Linked DNA regions of Danio rerio: region 2 is linked to region 1. A link is a contact called in public Hi-C data. All regions are on one chromosome and are shown on one strand. Each heading gives the region's core, a stretch centred on a gene start, on an enhancer-like site or on the middle of the called end of the contact. The rest is flanking DNA. Distances are from core to core; before and after follow the strand shown. Region 1 holds the start of si:ch73-25f10.6. Region 2 holds the start of tent4a (terminal nucleotidyltransferase 4A).

Region 1 (3,112 bases), core at 592-3,091:
CACAATTCAGTGAAAAAAGCTGAAATTGAGCATTTCAGACTGGTAGTTGGTTTAAATGTTGCACGTGAATTTTTTTTTTCAAGCTTACACTCATCGTAACCATTATTTCCAATAAATTGATCTCTTGAATAGAAACGTATGTGAATTTTCAGGCCCCAAGTCACATGTAAATGAACAAAAATATTTTTATTCATTTTCAAAAGCATTTGTCCATTAATGGTCAGTTGCAGGTAATGAGTATTCATAAAACTAGAGTTTCTTTCTTTTCAAGGTTTTCAACTACAGGGTTCGAAGCCAACATGGATGTCTTGGATTCATGAATCTGCTTAAAGGTTGGCGTTTTGACCTAACTGAGCTGATTCTCTATTGTGCAGTGATGATTCCATAGACTAGAGTCTCTGATAACAACATGAAGATCTACACATTTCTCTGAGCACAGCTTTTTTATTATGAGCATGTATTTGTTACTAAGAACTTTTGATTATTGGATTTTATTTTGTTTTTAGGTTGACGAGATGCCAGTGAAGGGGTGCTGCATACACATGAATGCGGAGCCGTGTAAATACTGGTTCAGTAAACCTAGCTCTTTTTCTTGTGTTAATGATGACTGCGTTTGTTCGGTTCCACTGAAAGTCAATGAAGTAACTTTCTCGCGGCGCACTGAAACACTGACAGACAATGCATGAACTTTTATTTCATGTCTTGTTGTCTAATACAATTTTGTTTTCTTTCAAGGATGTGACCGAAGAGGAGCTGTGACTGGTTTGCTGCACAATGGTGAATTAAAATGATATACATCAATTTAAATGCTTGTTTAGTGGCATTCAATAGACTGTTTGAGTTAATTTTCTCATTTTCAGTTTTATAAACTGCTTTTTCAACAGAGTATTGCTTTTAATAAACATCAGAACTAAAGTGAAAAGTTGTCCATGTTTGTTTTTTGCATGAAATAAAAATATTGCGTATGGTTTTAACTTTTAGTCAATATAACATTCCTAGGCAGAAATTATTTATGCAATGTATGAACTGGGTTATTCATAAAATGTATGTATTTATTTATAATATAATCACTTTGTATTAGCATTTTTGTATTCACGTCTATGTGAATTTGATTGATTCAACATGTAATTCCACCCATTTGTTGGTTCGCGAAGGACTTTTATTATAGAAACGTGCTTTCAGGTTTACATCTCTTATTTTACATGACTTCACGTAGCGTAAACTAAAGACGCCGTTACATATTCATGTCTGCGACTAGCAGTCTATTAAGTGCGTACATCCATAAAAAAGGACTTTATTTGTCCAGATGTAACGTCACAAATCTTATGGTGAAGGTCGTTTTGTTGCGATGACTTAATGTTACCGGGTTGTGCACGTAAGTACTGCGTAGCAACGCCCGATTAGTGAATGAATTGTTCTAACGAGTCGGATCGTTTGAGTGAACCAGTTGAAGGGGGTTACGGGCTTTGTTTGGTTCAACAAAAGTCTCCGCCATACATTAAAAAAAAGGTTTAAAGTATGAATTAAAGTTATAATTGATATAAATTGAAATGACAAAATGCTTAAATATGAGTTTAGTTGCCTTTCTTAAAAAGTATCATTTATCCCTGTAGTTGAAAAAAAATTATATAAAAACGTCTACTAAATCCTCACTAAAAACGTAAAAAATCCCAGCACTGGCCGCAAGCGTAAGATTTTATTCGGATGTTCAAGCAATGACTGCCTGTAAGTGGCCTGTGATTTCAACGTAAAGGAATCCCTATTGAATTGGTAAACTAAACCAATTCATTAAAATACGCCGTTTGAAAGAGTCGATTCTTTGAAACGAGTCAGTCTGCTTATTCCTAGTCAAGTAAGTTAAACTGGCTCCCGCACGAGTTAAGACGACACGACGGCAGTTTGCGTTTCGTGTTTAAAAGAACCTTATGAATTTCGTTGGTTTGTGTTATTTGGCTGTCGTCGAGCTGTTTATTTGCTAAGCTGTTAAAGTTTGATCACGTCTATACCGGGTGTTAATGAACGGGTATGTGAAGCTGGCTTCGATAAGTGTATACAACTGTTTTTCACCTATAGCAGATGGGCTGTAATCTCTGGAAGATGTACCTGCCTGCATTTAGAACCAACAAAACTAAAGATTTCTCGTCGTAGGTATGTTTGATTTATCTTGTCAAAAGCGATTCGCCGTTTGACATCAATACAGTTTAGCATTTCAAGTTGTGGAGACGATCCTGGATGTGAAGCTTGCTCAGACATGCTAACAGACGCCGTTTCGCCTGAGGAAAATGCTGCTTGAGACCAAGCAATGCTACCACGGTGATTTTTAGCATGTTTCTAATTTATGTTCTTATTACATTCTCTAACGTTACCTGGCTTTGAGTTTGGCACGGGTGTGGCCTTTGTGTAGTTTACACTTCATTTGTGCTAATACAAACACGCTGTAATACAGGTCTGTTGAGGTGTCATTGCTAACGCCTGTGTCAGTATAAAACTTTAGGGAACACTAAAAACCTTATATATTTAAAACCTTTAATAGCCATATTAATTTGTGCTACCAGTCGATATTAGTGCTTTACTGCTATAACTGGGTTAATTACAGTTGTTTATCAATAACTTTGTAACTTACTGACACTTTATAGATGTCCTAGGGTTTTAATTAACTCCCTTTGTAAATTGTAAATGGACTTTATTCGTAGTTGGACAAACACTTATACATTTTAAAAGAAACTACTATTTCAGTATTTTACTTATAAACTTAAAACTCTTCTTGCTTCTTGTCAGTTATTTGTGAAATTCACCAGCTGAAAATTGAATTCCTTAACAATATTTAGGCTTCAACATGACAGCAGTTGTAGGGCGAGTTTGGGGGTGGGTCAGTCCAGCAAATCTTTACTCGTCTTGGGGCAGTACGACCAAACCAGAGACACCCGCCACCATTAAACATGAGACTAAAAGTGGCTTATGGGGACTGACTTCCTGGGTTTGGAGGGGTGAGAATGCCAAAAAGGACCAAAAGACAATTACTGAGGAATTCTGGGAAACTGAGGAGCATTTCAAGCCTTTGGAAGTAGAGGAGCTTCGGGCTTTGAGGCCTGATCTTGAGACTGAGAAGGTT
Region 2 (3,373 bases), core at 239-2,738, 370 kb before region 1:
TTTGTTTTATTTCGGCTTAAATAAAAGCAGTTTTTAATTTTTAAACACCATTTTAGGGACAAAATTATTAGCCCCTTTAAGCTATTTTTTTCCGACAATCTACAGAACAAACCATCGTTATACAACAACTTGCCTAATTACCCTAACCTGCCTGGTTAACTTAATTAACTTAGTTAAGCCTTCAAATGTCACTTTAAGCTGTATAGAAGTGTCCTGAAAAATATCTAGTAAAATCTTATTTACTGTCATCATGAGAAAGATAAAATAAATCAGTTACTAGAAATGAGTTATTAAAACTATTATGTTTAGAATTGTGTTTAAAAAAAAATCTTCTTTCTGTTAAAAAAAATAAATAATTCAGGGGGCTAATAATTCTGACTTCAACTGTGTGTGTGTGTGTGTGTGTGTGTGTGTGTGTGTGTGTGTGTGCGCCTTTATAGAATGACAATCACATACAGTAGCAACACATTTTTCTCAGACCCATTTAACTTATAAATATTGAGTCTTATTTTTTCCCATATACAGTGCTCAGCATATGTAAGTACACCACTCACATTTCTATCTTTTAAATTCATATTTTAAGATGAAGCTCTACAATAGTATATTTGTGCATATACATTAGATTTGTCAGTACTGAAGCCAAAAATTATCTACCAAAATAACTTACAAAAATGGTCCACAATTAGTACAGCCACATTTATATGTTATAGAAAAATATTAAATACTAATTAAAATGAGGAAAAATCAAGAAAAGCTAAAAATTTTGTTAAGATTTTGTAGGTTGTAATTTATTTTTGCATTATTTTTCTTGAGTTCAATTGTATTATCTTTCAATTACTTAATATGTTTGGCGACTAAATATTATTTTAATAAATATACATGTTTAATAAATCTGTTTTGTTTAAATGCACCAAAATACATTGCCTATATTCACTGAGAAATGGATCAAAATATTCATTTTCAAAACGGGGTGGACTCAGCACTGGATATATTTTATTAATGAATTATTGCAAACGTTTTTTACTGATAGACTTACAGTAGGTAACCTTGAAGTACAAACAAAAAGCACAAACATAAAAGCAGATTTCAATATTTCCTTAATTATAAATGCTTCAAAGAACTGCATTTAAGTAAATGCCCAAATAAAAAAGTTTATATGTGTTCAATAAATATATTTTAATGCACATAAAATGCAACCTTATGAGATCAAAAATAAGTGCACGACTACTACTAACTACTGTTACTGAGCACATCGATAAGCATGGAAGCTGCACAAAGCTGATGGTTTAATATCTCGTCCACTGTCTCGCGGTGTTTTAGCGAGAGCTGCAGCAACTGCTAGCAAATTCAAAAGTGTCCTCGTCGCTGTGGTGCCGTTTAAAAGGGTGGGGTTGCTGAACAGGCTCCGATTGCGCCTGCTCGGTGTGTAGTCTGGGGGTGTGTGCTGCCCCGATGGTTTAAATCCTACACATGCGTACTGGATTTTCGGGGTTCAAGGGAATACGCACGCCATATTGGAAACACTGTATAGTTTAGCTAACAGTTTATAGCTAGCGGGGAAAAAGGGCCACTAATTGATTCCCGTTGGTCTGTTGTGGTGTTCGGCACGTCGACATTTTCCCTGTCGTTTCGCGTAGCCCCATTTACAGGCACGTCCTCGCGGCCCGGACTCAAACTTATCCGCGGAGCGAAGGAGGGGGAAAAGGCGTTCGTTTGTTTGACAGGGTTAAAAAGACGAGTTGAATGGATCCGAGGGTCGCTTGGATTCAGCCGGAACAGAAAGGTCCTGCGAACGCTTTATGGATGCGTGTGTGGGAAACGTCTCAGGTAAACCGGACTAACACAGGTCAGCACCAGAACCACCATCACCACCACCACAACTTCTGTGTCAATTCTCCGGCGTTTGACGTTTATAAGACTGTGGCGTCCAATGCAAACAACAGCACTAACATCAAAAACAACGGCACTGCGATCCCGGGCAGCGGCTCCGCGGTTCTCGCATTAAATGGGAACGCGGTAGACGGAGAAATGTCCCAAAAGACCGGCGGCTCGGTGGTGGATTCAGCGTCCAGCTGCACTAGAATAAGGACTACAAGCCCTAATGTGATCGCTGGGAATATGAATAAGGGCCAGCCGTTTTTTACTTTAAACGAGAGCGTACTGAATAATGTCAACCACCATCATCACCCTCCTCATCCTCATCTACGGCATTTCCATCAAGAGCAGCAGAGTTGCATGAAGCGCCACCCGTCCTATCCGACGGCGATTCACAACCACCATCACCACCACCATCACCCAGGCCGAAGGAAAAGCGACAATAAGGCCAGCACCTACGGGATAAACTACTTGCTTTCCAACTGGACTAACGGCAATTATGAGAGCTCCGGCACGCCGTGGAAGACGAGGAAATATAGCCCAGGGGTTGACGGGTGAGATGAGTTTGATTTATAACCGCGGCGGCGTTCGCTCGCTTGGCTCTGGATGAGGCGTTAAAATGATACACTGATTTTTCTCTTTTTTTGGTGTGTCGTAAAGTGTCACTGGGCCTTTTTGACGTCCTGGGCTGGGACTTTAGCTTTAGCATGTTAGCCGGTATGTTCTGGGTTCGGGTCGGGGCCGCTGCGGTGTTTGGGTTGGGTTACTTGTGGTATGTGTGTGTGCGTGAGGGATTAACAGTTTACGTTTAGCGGTGATGTCCAACTCTTCGAACCGCTCATTGACTCGGATCTTTTTTGGTGAATCGGTTAATCCGATCTGAGCGATTCAGACTCGAGAGAGTCACTTGAAGTGATTTGTTTTTTTGAGTCGACTCATTGATTCACTGAACTGAGAGTGGTGTATGAAAATATTTTTTAGGTTGCTTTATTATTTTTAAAAAAGTGCCGTACGTGTACTGAAAAAGTACGGTTGCATGCTTGCAAAAATGGTTACAAGTTAATCTTTTCATTAAACACTGAACTGAACAAACCGTTCATGTCTTGCCAATTACAATAATGTTTATGGGCACCGTTACTAAAAGGCTAGATTATTTATTTTATTTGCTTTTAATATAGACATAGCAAACACAAAGTTGTATGTGTAAGCGTGCACGATGCACAAAACATTTTATATATTATCACGGTTTTATGTGAAAGCTATGCTTGAGTAACCCAACCAAAAGATTAAAGTATAACACATGAAATATAGGCTAATATATTTTAATATTTAGAGACTCCTCTCTAAAGGTCTTTCTCACTCAAAATATTGATACACTCATGGTTTGAATTTACTGGTCAGGTGTTATCAAAAGTAACATATACAAAGCTTCTTGAAGCTTTTGCTGACACAGTGTGTTCAGTTATGTCAAGTTTTTCAATAGAATGACATTGAAAGA

Evidence for each region. Hi-C and Micro-C count contacts between places; a contact is called where the count stands out from the background.
Region 2: a Hi-C map of hematopoietic stem cells shows a contact between it and region 1, with 2.0 times the contacts expected there. The contact joins the promoter of tent4a here to the promoter of si:ch73-25f10.6 in region 1. A contact is called at or near these places in 2 of 18 Hi-C or Micro-C datasets (caudal fin and hematopoietic stem cells) and 1 of 4 datasets of contacts at active chromatin or transcription factors (pancreas).

What each region holds. Positions count from the first base shown.
Region 1 is chr19:29,878,566-29,881,677 of GRCz12tu, reverse strand. si:ch73-25f10.6 reads left to right here and starts at 1,841. Exons shown (of 2, transcript NM_001423403.1): 1 at 1,841-3,112. The coding sequence starts at 2,837. It overlaps si:ch211-152p11.8 (a long non-coding RNA gene), which reads left to right. Exons shown (of 11, transcript NR_186829.1): 9 at 272-332; 10 at 507-558; 11 at 736-922. LOC137488569 (small nucleolar RNA SNORD52) reads left to right here and starts at 370; the gene lies at 370-436.
Region 2 is chr19:30,247,928-30,251,300 of GRCz12tu, reverse strand. It overlaps tent4a (terminal nucleotidyltransferase 4A), which reads left to right and starts at 1,488. Exons shown (of 13, transcript XM_680973.9): 1 at 1,488-2,429. The coding sequence starts at 1,744.